4 separate regions of the Mus musculus genome follow, and regions 1, 2 and 3 are each linked to region 4. Evidence: chromatin contacts called from public promoter capture Hi-C data. All regions are on one chromosome and are shown on one strand. Each heading gives the region's core, a stretch centred on a gene start, on an enhancer-like site or on the middle of the called end of the contact. The rest is flanking DNA. Distances are from core to core; before and after follow the strand shown. Region 1 holds the start of Tmem63b (transmembrane protein 63b). Region 2 holds the start of Aars2 (alanyl-tRNA synthetase 2, mitochondrial). Region 3 holds the start of Slc29a1 (solute carrier family 29 (nucleoside transporters), member 1). Region 4 holds the start of Ppp2r5d (protein phosphatase 2, regulatory subunit B', delta).

The links. Promoter capture Hi-C pulls out the DNA fragments that hold promoters and counts their contacts.
Region 1: a promoter capture Hi-C map of pre-B cells shows a contact between it and region 4, with 4 times the contacts expected there. The contact joins the promoter of Tmem63b here to the promoter of Ppp2r5d in region 4. A contact is called at or near these places in 2 of 39 promoter capture datasets (liver and pre-B cells), 3 of 484 Hi-C or Micro-C datasets (B cells and CD8 T cells), 5 of 115 datasets of contacts at active chromatin or transcription factors (embryonic stem cells, large pre-B cells, pancreatic cancer cells and 2 more) and 1 of 9 other capture datasets (adipose tissue).
Region 2: a promoter capture Hi-C map of hippocampal neurons shows a contact between it and region 4, with 2.8 times the contacts expected there. The contact joins the promoter of Aars2 here to the promoter of Ppp2r5d in region 4. A contact is called at or near these places in 3 of 39 promoter capture datasets (hippocampal neurons, liver and pre-B cells).
Region 3: a promoter capture Hi-C map of the SN4741 cell line shows a contact between it and region 4, with 2.4 times the contacts expected there. The contact joins the promoter of Slc29a1 here to the promoter of Ppp2r5d in region 4. A contact is called at or near these places in 4 of 39 promoter capture datasets (the C10 cell line, the SN4741 cell line, liver and 1 more).

The regions. Positions count from the first base shown.
Region 1 is chr17:45,684,837-45,687,536 of GRCm38.p6, reverse strand. Tmem63b (transmembrane protein 63b) reads left to right here and starts at 1,319. Exons shown (of 24, transcript NM_198167.3): 1 at 1,319-1,420. It overlaps Mrpl14 (mitochondrial ribosomal protein L14), which reads right to left and starts at 1,188. Exons shown (of 3, transcript NM_026732.3): 1 at 1,110-1,188.
Region 2 is chr17:45,505,565-45,508,264 of GRCm38.p6, reverse strand. Aars2 (alanyl-tRNA synthetase 2, mitochondrial) reads right to left here and starts at 1,424. Exons shown (of 22, transcript NM_198608.2): 1 at 1,184-1,424; 2 at 555-746. The coding sequence starts at 1,411.
Region 3 is chr17:45,594,112-45,596,811 of GRCm38.p6, reverse strand. It overlaps Slc29a1 (solute carrier family 29 (nucleoside transporters), member 1), which reads left to right and starts at 1,282. Exons shown (of 14, transcript NM_001357771.2): 1 at 1,282-1,330.
Region 4 is chr17:46,703,552-46,706,251 of GRCm38.p6, reverse strand. Ppp2r5d (protein phosphatase 2, regulatory subunit B', delta) reads left to right here and starts at 1,250. Exons shown (of 15, transcript NM_009358.3): 1 at 1,250-1,419. The coding sequence starts at 1,393. Gm52314 (a long non-coding RNA gene) reads right to left here and starts at 627. Exons shown (of 2, transcript XR_003952400.1): 1 at 544-627.

The DNA.
Region 1 (2,700 bases), core at 70-2,569, 1.0 Mb after region 4:
AAAACTCAAGCTAAGGAAAGCGAGAGGTATACAAGAGATCAATACTTTCCCAAACTTTTCTACAACACACAGAAACAGTAGAAGACACCTAATACACCCCCATGCCCTTGTGTCCCAAGACAGAATACCTACTGTAGGCGCAACACACACACACACACACACACACACACACACACACACACGATGGCCATGATCTACTAAACTGATTTCCAAGCCACTCATGGGAGTGTCTGAAAGACACTTCAACAGACCAAATCTTAGAGCTGCAAACCCCCAGCTACAAAACGAGCAGCTGAATAGCCACATACAGCAAACACAGTGACCAGGATGGTAGTGTCCAGTCGTGATGCAAGACCCTCCCTGGGTGCCACCATTTCCCAAGTAATCCAAGGTGATCCCGTCTCGCCTCTTGTGACCGCTACACAGTTCCTCATCTAAGTCTCAGCGTGTAAAGCTCACTTACTGCGTACAGCGGGAAGCAGTATTTCTTCTGTCCCCTTTAAGACCTCGAAATTTAACAGGTGGTATCTGTCGTGTCTTTGTATTCGAGATGTGTGGTGACATACAGAAAAGGGGCGTTCCACCTCTCCAACTCTCAAGTCTTAACCCCACCCCCCCACTAGGAGAGGTCTTTGGTGAACTGAGAATACAGGGAATCCCCGGTGCAAAAGGAGTCATTCAGCCTGACAGAAGCAAAAGCAAAGACTCCCTCTTTACACCACAGAAGTTTCTAGCAAACTCATCTCCAGGCCCAGCAAGAGAGAGAAGCAGATAAAACTGCGGGAGACGCGTCAAAGCAACCGGCCTAGCCACTTAACCCAGGCAAGATCTCAGCCCCCATTCCCCGAGGCTCTACATCCCGAACTGGATAAGCAGGTGGGCGCATCGGGGGCGCGTGGGAGGCGCGGACCCCGAAGCCTTTGGCAAAAAGGCAGCGAGAGGGTCCAGATCTGAGGCCTCGCGAAGAGTGAGCACCCTTCTCACTTGACACTGGGTTTCCAGTAAGGCCTGTCCTCACCCCTCCCCGACAGCGCCTCCCTTATTGCAGAGAAGAAACCGGGAAAAGCAGCGCGAGGGGTGCGAGGTGTTCCCCTGAGCCCCCACCGTACCGCGTTAACAGCCTGGGAATCTCCCGCCACGGACCCCCGCTTGGCAAGGCCCCGCCCCGCACGCTGCGCCTGCGCGCCAGGGGTTCTCCGTGAGTGCGCGCGCACTTTCTACGTGTGCGGCGTGGGGGCGGGTCCTGCGGGAGCCCCTCCCCGGCCCTCCCTCCCTCCTTCTGCTCCCCCTCCCCCACGCGCTGCCGCGGCCGCCGCAGGAGCCCAGAGCTCTAGCCGCCCGGCGACTCCCCCTCCCCCTCCCCAGCCCCGCCCCGCCCGGAGCCGGGGCTCCCGAGTCGGAGCCGAGTCTGCGCCTAGGGGTGAGTACGCGGACCCCTCCCCAGCACCCCTTACTTGGCTCATAGGATCTCACCACCACCCCAAGGAAGGAAAAAAAAAGCACCCGGACTCAGCTGCGCGTCCCCTCCCTTCCACCTCCTGCGGGACCCAGAGGTGCCCGGGCCCCACGGGACCCAACGGAGGCACGCTTTGTCCCCAAACCCGCACCGTCCCTGCCAGATGTGAGTCCTCCCACCCCTGTCGGGGCTCCAGATGTGCGCCGTCCTCTACCCCCGCCCCTCAGGAATATTCCAAGGCGTGGGACCCCTGCGTCCCGGCCCTCGAGTGCCACTCTAGTTCCACCTGCTCCGTCCAGGTGTGCGGCCCCTGCGCGGCCCTCCTCCGGTCCCAGCTGCTCCCCAGCCGCCGGCGCCGCTGAAGGGAACCACCCGCCTCCGCCCCCGAGTTTTGCATTCTAGGGTCGCCAAGTCCAATGCCCTCGGTCTCTCTCTTTTTTTTTTTTTTTAATTCTTTTTCTTGTTGCTGGGGACGAAGCCGGCCTCAAGCAAGGGGTTCATGCTTGGGCAAAGGGCAGGGCTCGAGGTGTTAGCACCAGACGAGTAGCTGCCCCAACCCTGGTGGGGACTGATCTGCGGGCTGGAGAGGGCGGCCGGCCCGGGGAGCATGTCCTCTCCTGCGCCCCACACAGAGCAGTTCATTCATGAGCCGCCCGGGCCTGCGTTGGAGGGTGCGGTGGGGAGAAGATTCAGACGCGAATCCGGAGTAGGCAAAGGCCCTATTGAGGGGGAGGGGGCGCGCTTTGTCCCTCCCGGCCGTCTTGACCGCCTGGTGCGGACTGTCCCAAAGCTTGTCGTTGTGTTGCTCAGAAAAAGCAAGGATGCCCGGGAAGTGGGGAAGAGAGGTCAGAGGGGCTGGCTGCCCTTGGAGCTTTGTGCTGCCACCCGCCTTGGTCCCCTGATCGGAAGTCTGGCGGCCGGTTGCTCAGAGGGGCTTGGGGCTCTGCTCTCTACCGAGTACCACTCCCTGACCCTGAACCTCCTCCCGGTCTGCAGTAGTCGGGTGAATGAGATTGTACCCAACGCCTCCTGAAGAGGGGACCACAGCCCTCTGCCTTCCAGATATAAGAGAGAAGGGGAAGGGGAGTGGCTGCCAGGCTCAGGTGGTGGGTATGCTGCCAGCACCTTTGTCCTCCCGGGTACCAGAGGGTCTACGTCCTGGCATGTACCAGGTAGCACATGCTGGGGCCTGCTGTTGAAGTCTTGGCCAGGGAGTGAGCGAGTAGGTGGGTGGGGATGTTTTG
Region 2 (2,700 bases), core at 175-2,674, 1.2 Mb after region 4:
CACCCTGACCTGGGGACTTCATGTCCAATGACAATCTCAATACAGCTGCCTGGCTATCTGCTCAGCTAACTTTTAAATAGCCATTAAGCAGGAGACAACCCCTTCCTTCAATCAGCGAAGTGAGGCATATTCTTTCCTATTGGATGTCGTGTGTGTATGTGTGTGCCCGTGCCCGTGTATGTGTGGTGTACACACCTGTAACATGTGGACATGTGCTTGTGAAAGTCAAAGGACAACTATGGGTGACTGTACTTAGGAGCTAATTTTTGTTTAAAACAGGGTCTCTCATTAGCTTGGGACTTTGATGTTGGCCAGACTAGCTTGTCTGTGAACTTCTTCAGGGATCTGTTTCCATCTCCCATCTGGCCATTCCAGCATCATAGGCACACACCGTTAGCCCGCACTTTAAATTCGAGTTCTGGGGAATCCACAAGCACTTTACCAACCCAGTCATCTTTCTGTCTCCCCTATAACACACTGTGTTTAGCTCTTGGTCACAACATCCAGCACTCAGGGTTCAAAGACTTTAACTCTAGAGCTCCCTGGAAACTCACCTTAAAATATTCACCCCCGAAAGCCCAGTTGCCAAGCATCTCGAAAAACGTATGATGAGAGAGATCACGCCCCACATCCTCCAGGTCGTTATGGCGTCCTCCAGCCCTGACACACTTCTGGCTATTAACTACACGTCGGAAGCCTGCCATCTCACTTCGTGGATCCACTGTGCCCAGGAAGATGGGCTTGAACTAGAAGCACATAAAAGTCAGGAAGGGTAGAGAAGAGGTAAATGAACTTAAACAAGAGACTCTGCCTAGTAAAAAGTAGTAAAATTTACAGATAAGGGAAGTGGTTGGACAGAATCAAAGCTTCAAGAATATTACCAAGCACCTAGCAGGAGTGCAATAAATGTCTACTCAATGGATGAATTTTATTTATTTAAATAGTCTTCCACTCAGAGCCTGCCCCTCAGGACTTCACAGCTGCTATCCAGAGATAATAAACTTAATTTCTCCCCACAAGTTTCCAAGCTAATTCCCCAAGACCTAACCAGGCCCCCACCCCATTTTACCCAGCCTCTCTTCCACTCAGAGTTCCGCCCCTCACTTTTTTGGTCCAATCCTGAAGCGCTTTTCTCAGGCTGACTCCCGAGCTCCGCCCCCGATCGGTGTGGCCCCGCCCCTACCTGGTTCATGCCTGCATTGACGAAAAGCAGGCTGGGGTCGCCGCGCGGCCTCACGGTAGCGGAGGGCACGAGCCGGTGGCCGTGGCGATCTCGGAAGAAGCTCAGGAAGGCGTCCCGCACGGCCGCTCCGTGGGGTGGACCGGGCTCGGTTGAGAAAGGCTGCCATGGGCACGACCTCCCAATGGCTCGCCGCAGCTTACCGGCTGCGGCAGCCAACGCCACCGCCATCTTAGCTCCGGGCAACGGCTTCGCGGGGTCAAAGAGTGACGTTCGAAAGGACGCCTAGTGTTTCCTACAGCGGCCCCTGGCGGGTGGAAGACTTGGGGGGGGGGCAAGTCTCAGCTTCTAGTGAAAGTGTTTCCCCAAGAAGGGGACTTCTTCCCCTGGCGAGCGGCTCAGCATACCGTAACTTTGCATAGAGTAGGCCCTTAATTCATCCAGGATTGAACAGATAATTATAAAAAGATCATTACATGCTAGGCTGTATTTTGAACGTTAGTAGCAATATTAACACAATGCCTCTGCTTCCAAAATCTGTATTCTGGCAGTAATGGTTGTTGTGCTATTGATTTTGTGGAGTTGCAAAGGAACAGGTGTGGGTGCAATTCGGTGCGTGGACCGTGTGGTTTGTGCTGATCCAGGCTGAAGAGTGCCAAGGGATCGTGAGTATTCAAGAGGTGGTCAAGAACCCTGCGTAAGTGCCAGGCACTGCTCTAAGACCTTGCCAGGTCCTCTTCTGCCCTCGGTTTGCAGAGCCACTTTGTCCTTAGGGACTGAAGCAGGTTCTTTGGAGCAGGAGTCTGGTGGAGACACAGAAGCCAGACTGCATCTGCTCCATTATTAATTGCTTAATGACATTTGGTCTTTTAATTTGCTTGGGGATGAGAGAATCCAGGTCGACAGGTCAGGACAAAGCTGTTGGCTGAGAGCTGTGGCGATGGCTTTCCATGAGCCTCCCAGGGCCCTGAGGCTTTGAATTTTGCTGAGAGAAAAGAGATACCTGTCCTGGCAGGCCCAGTCCCCTTGACTTCCTTTCTATGGTAACAGACCTTGTGGGTGCAGCTAGACAGCTCAAGGACTTCTCATGATGACCTTGCTTGACCTTTAGTCTGGGAAAGTTAGCAGATCTAGGAAGAGAAAGGGATTTGCCAAGTTTAAGACCCAACAGAGCAGTGGTTCTCACCCTGTGGGTTGCAACCACATAGGGTTGCATATCATTCATTTACATTACGATTTGTAACAATAGCAAAATTACAGTTATGAAGTAGCAATGAAATAATTCTATGGTTAGGGGCCATCACAACATGAGGAACTGTTTTAAAGGGTTGAAGCATTAGGAAGGTTGAGAGCCACTGCACTAGAGGTTACAGAACTGAGGTCTTTGTGGTCAGAAGGACAGCCTTGGCCACCCAGGGGGCTCTTTTGGCCACCAGTCTTTGTGTGTTATTTGGGTCTTTTGAACTTTTGAAGCACAGCTTCTTTTCGGGGAATACATAGTCTATTTTGGACTTGAGTTT
Region 3 (2,700 bases), core at 33-2,532, 1.1 Mb after region 4:
CCACCCAAGCCTGACTTCCTGCCCTCTGTTTGCTTAGTGCTAGTGGGGAGATGTGTCATCTCTGTGGGAGCAGGAAGGCTGTATACGCCCCCACCAGAGCAGCTTGAGAGAACCCACTGTCCTACAGAGTCAGCTACCTCCTAAGGGCTCAGTCGTCCTCTGGGGAGACTGAGTGCGTCTTTTCCCTACGATGTTAGCACTGGTAATTGTTAATTAGCTCCAATGGTTTCTCTGGAGCACAGGTTCCTTAGGGAGGTGGGGTGAGACAGGCAATCTGGATGGGATGTTCTTGCCTCAGGACCCTCCCCAACTTCTGGGATACATCAGTAGGGAGTGCTACTGTAGGGGGTCCCTCCTCCTTTGTACCCCAGCGGGGGGGGGGGGGGGAAGGAAGGAAGGGGAGGGGTATGAATGGTAAGAGGCTCAGCAAGGCTTCTAGCCCCGAGGGTTATCTTGGGATGGGACATGGGACAGTGAAATGCTGGCTAGGACAAAGATGTGCAGGATGTGAGGCCTTTCTTCCTGGCTCCCCTTTCTCCGGTCTCCAGCTGTGTTTCAGTTTTCTTAGAGGCCTCAGGGCTGTCCTCTTATGCCTTCATAAAGGAGCCTTCAAGGCAACATGGGGATGGGGGGGGGAGAGATGCTGTTTGTGTGGTGTGCGGCGAGTCTGAGGGCAGGAGAGAGAAAACAAAACACCTCCAGCGTCTGGGTTCCAGAACGCTCAAATCTGAGGTATCCCAGAAAGTCTTCTTGAAGGGAAAAGGAGGAGTGGAAAGGAAAAAGGATGTATTAGAAGGGTGTGTGTGTGTGTGTGTGTGTGAGGGGGTTGCTAGCAGTAAAACGGTGGAGTGTGAATAATGGCGTGGGCGGGGTTCGGAGAGGGATAACGGAACACCTGAGGTGGAGCGTGGCTTGTGGGGGCGTCTGGACCTGGGTGAGCAGAGGGCCTGTCTGTGCAAGAGTCCCGCCGTGGAATGTGTAGGAGTTAGGAGCGCAGGGCCAGCGCGGAAATTAGGGGTACGCAGTGGGGGGCCCGTGCCCCCCTCCCAGGCTCGCGTGTCCGGGTGACAGTTGGGAAGGGTCCAAAGACGTGCTCCGCCATCGAAGCCAGCAGCCCTGGCGGCCCTAGGCGTAGGGTCTCTGACTGGGAGCCGGTGAACTGTTGAGGGGGCGGCGAGGAGCCTGGGGGCGGGGCTGTCGCCGGGAGGAGGTGGCTCCCACGGGCCCGGGGCGGACCCAGCAGAGGGCGGGTTTGAAAGCGCTCGGGCGGGCGCGGGAAGCGCTGGCCAAGCGCGCAGATTTCGTCGCCGGAGGTGTCCTTCTCCAGCAGGTGCTCGTAGGGCTTGGGTGGGACATGTTGGGGACTCCGGGGTAGAGAGTGGAGTGTCCGGCTTGCCAGGAGGGAAAAGGAGGCCCGGTCTGCCAGCTCCGAGGCCGCGACAGGGACTTTGGGGTGCGGCCCCCACGCGGCGCGTGCAGAGCAGCGCCAGCACGTGGCGCGCATGGGCCTGGCTCTGGGTAGGGGGACTCTCCTTTTGTGGGGACCAGGGCGGAGCTGGGCCCAAGACAGCCTGGCTTCTGGGCCTGGAAGCGACTGTCGCTGTGTTGACTTCCGCAGAGGATCGGCGTGTGGGTAGTTCAATGCTACAGTCCTGTGTGAACTAGAGGGAGGGGTTGTGTTGCCTTCTGCCCCGAGGCAGGAGGATGGGGAATGCGGGAATACAAATGGACGTGAAGGGAGCTAGCTGGCCATTTACAGACTAAACTCCTGTTCCTGGCCTCCCTTTCCTGGGCGAGTCCTCATTTACTCTACGCGGAGAGTGAACGTGTGACAAGATAAAGGACTGACGCGCACACCCAGGCTTCCTTTGGATGAAGGCTCTCTCCACCCCTGCACCTTATACCCCATTCGGGTCCTCTTGCCAAGCCTGAGCCAACCCCCTCTTCTCCATTAACCCTCCTTCCGTCCTGTTCCTCTTGTCCTGCTTGTGTGACCTTTGCATACAATAATATATGCGTGGTGGAATGGTTGTGAGTTGTCATGACTCTGAAACTAATGTTATGTGAAAGAATGGCCTGAATCTCCCACTTGTTTTAACCCTTTAATTGGAGCACTGTTGCCTTCCTGGAAGCCTACACGAATAGCTGAGGAGCCTTGTTAATTTTGCCTTCCCCACTTGAGAAGGAATCTAGAATGATCGGTACATTGAGTATTGATGCTGTCACCCCCATTCACCAGCTCTGCGGGCTTTCTCAAGTGATGGAGCCTCTTTAAACCTCAATCGCCCTAACTGTTTAGTAGAAACGGGGCAGCTGGAAGAGGGGCATCCTCAGATTTCAAGAGAAGATTCCGATGTAGCAGAAACTAGGCTGAGAAACTGAGCTATGTGAGAGGACCCTTAGGACGCAGGAAGGCCTCAGATGGGCGATAGCTTTCAGGGCCTCTCCATCTCGGCAGGTCAAGGCATGGCTGAAATGATACCAGAGGCCCTGAACTGCTATCAGATCTCTACTGGGACAAAAGTAAAGAAAGCCCCTAAGCAGCAAATGGAATGTTTGGATGTGGGTGGAACCCGAGAGGTGGGAATTTCTGCAAGGGGAGAAGTGATGTGTGTGTGTGTGTGTGTGTGTGTGTGTGTGTGTGTGTGTGTGTATATGTATGTGTATACTTGTCCAAGCCTAAGCCAGTTTTATGATGGA
Region 4 (2,700 bases), core at 1-2,500:
TTCCCAATATTGGGGCTACTGCTCTTTGTGTAAGGATGATTGACTATTGTTTGGTTATCATGCTCCTGGGGGAATCCAAGACCTCTTTCCTGGGGAACAAACGGCCACAGGCTTATTTGTAACTTTTTAGTTCTGAGAGTTGTTTCTTTGTTGTTGTTGTTTGTGGTGGCGGGTAGGTTTTTTTTTTTTTTTTTTTTTGTCTTTTTTTTTTCTTTCTTTTAAGAGGTTCTTATTGTAGTCCAAACTGGTCTGCAACTGGCTATAGTTAAGGCTGGTCTGTAACGCCTGATCATCCTGCCTCTATCTTCCAAGAGGTGGGGTTACAGGGGCAAACCCATCACACCCAGCTCGCAGATTTATTTTTGATGGACCTCCTCCAGTTCTTTAATGTAATCTATTGGCTACTAGGATAACTAAAATATATTCCTCCATGTCATTCTGAGGTTTGTGTAATTTATGTGATTGTATTTTAATCGTCTCTTAATACGAGTCTGTGAACCTCATTAGAGTGGGAACTACCTGAGGGCAAGAACCCAGTCTTACCCACTTGAACACTAGCTTGGGTGCGGCGGCGGCTCAGGGCTCAGGTAGGGAACGATGAGGCTGCTTTTTCACTTCATTCTCAGTGGCTCCAAACGCAGCTGTTTTACCGATTCCAGCACCCTTCCAGCAGCTACAGGGACCCACGTCTTGAAGCTGCAGCAAACCAGGGTTTCTTATTTTATTTCAGCCCGGTTCCACCGCTGATAGGCTTTCCCCTCTGCTCCTCTGCAACTGTGATCTAGGACAGACTTGATGAATGCCCGGGAGTACCCTTGGGAGTCTTCTCTATCATTTCACGTGTGCAATTTGAGCTACTTTAAATTCCTGTGAAGAAAGGTGCCCTTTTCGTGTTAGGGCCTTTTTCCTCCAGTCCGTACGAAGCAGGGCAGGTAGAAGAGCAGGGGAGAACATGAGAGCCACTTCTGGAGGGAAGGAGCAGAGCTCAAAGGACTGAAGAATAGCAGAGGACGACGCACAAGGCGACGCCGGAGAACAGATCTGCTAGCCAAGCTCGGGTTTCCCCATGGCTCCGCCTCCTCCACGAAGCCCGACCCTTTTCAGGGCGGGACCTTCCACTCCAGCCAATTCTGGGAGCCGAACCCTGGCGGTTTGTACTCTTTCTTTCCAATGAGAAAAAAGGGAAGCTGCTTGGCTCCAATGACCAATCCGAGGAGGCGGCTCCTGGTTCTCAGGCAGGTTTGTAAGAGTTCGGGCCAATTGGAAGCGCAGCCACGGCTCGGCCCGGGCGCAGCGCGCAGGCGGTGGCGAAGAGACGCCGAGCGGGCCGAGTGTGGCCGAGCAGAGCCGGAGCGGGGCCGCAGGAGCCGGGCCGGGTGTGGACCGGCCGAGATGTCCTATAAACTGAAGAAGGATAAGGTGAGCGTGGCCTTTCCCCTTGCGCCTCCGCCGCCGGGCCTGCGCGCAGCTCTGGGAGGGGCCCGAGGCAGGCCCGGGACAGCCTCAGACTGACCCTCTGGTCCGGCCCCCCGCAGCACTCCCGCGGCCAGCCCCAGGGCCGCGCGACTGCCAGCACCCCCAGTCCGTGCAGCAGCTGGGACAGCTCTCCGTCTTTGCCCGGACAGATTTCCCCCCACCTATCCCTCTTCCCTTCCTCTTTGCTCCTATCCCCGGCCCCCTCCAGATCTGCTCCACTCCCGGCTCACTCCCTTGCTTTTTCTCCCCGCCTTTATCTGTCCCCGATCCCCCACGGTTTGGGACAGTGCTCATTTAAGACCGCATTTCCCTCCAGTACTTCCCCCACCCCCGCCCTGAGCAGCCCCTTCCCTCTTCTCCTCACCAGCTTAAAAGACGGCCTCTCCACAGTTCTGTACAGTCCCTCCTTCCCCCCCCCCGCCCCCCCACGACAAGCCCCTGACCTAGAACCGCTCTGCTTTCTCTCTCCTCCGCCCAAATCTGGCCTAGGCCCCTCCCTCGAGTCTTCCTTTACACACAAACTTGTAAGCCAGGACCGAGCCCTTCTTCTGTTGATGGAACCCCAGAACGTCTGTGCTGGAAGGGAGCTTTGGAGCACATGCAGACTAGCATGCTAGTGGTACAGATGAGGAGACTGAGGCCGGGTCAGGGGAAGGGACTTGTCCAAGGTCACACATCCTGCTGGAGGCCCAGCTGCAATATCAGGTCTCCCAACTTGGAGGGCTCTTCTGTGCAAGTGCCTAACTGGCATCAGCTGGCTTCCATGTTCACCCTAGACGGGACTCGGTTTCTAATCTGTTAGAGGCTCCTCCCTGTATTCCTTAGGATAACCTTTGCATTTCCTTTTTTTGCACCAGGACAGGATTTCTCCCTTTCTTCTGGCCTGTTCTGTTTAGTTTTCTTCTCATTCTGCCGTCCAGTACACTCGGTTTCTTTATTATTTGCAGTGGCAGAGATCAGACCCAGGGTCTTGCACATGCTAAGCATGTGCAGTACCATTGGGCTACACTCCCAACCCCACAGGCCATTTCTTGATGTTACCGTCTTTTGCCATCTTTTGCCTCCAAACCACCCTGACCTGTCCCTGCCTTTCCCTTTGTTTGCTGCTCTTGCTTGATCTGTGGTTCTTCTGAGAAGCAGACTCAGCTGGGGAGGCTGGAACTGGTCTTCAGACTCCCCAGCTTTTGGGCTGGCCCCTTGTGTTGGGCTGGCTCTGGCCTGGTC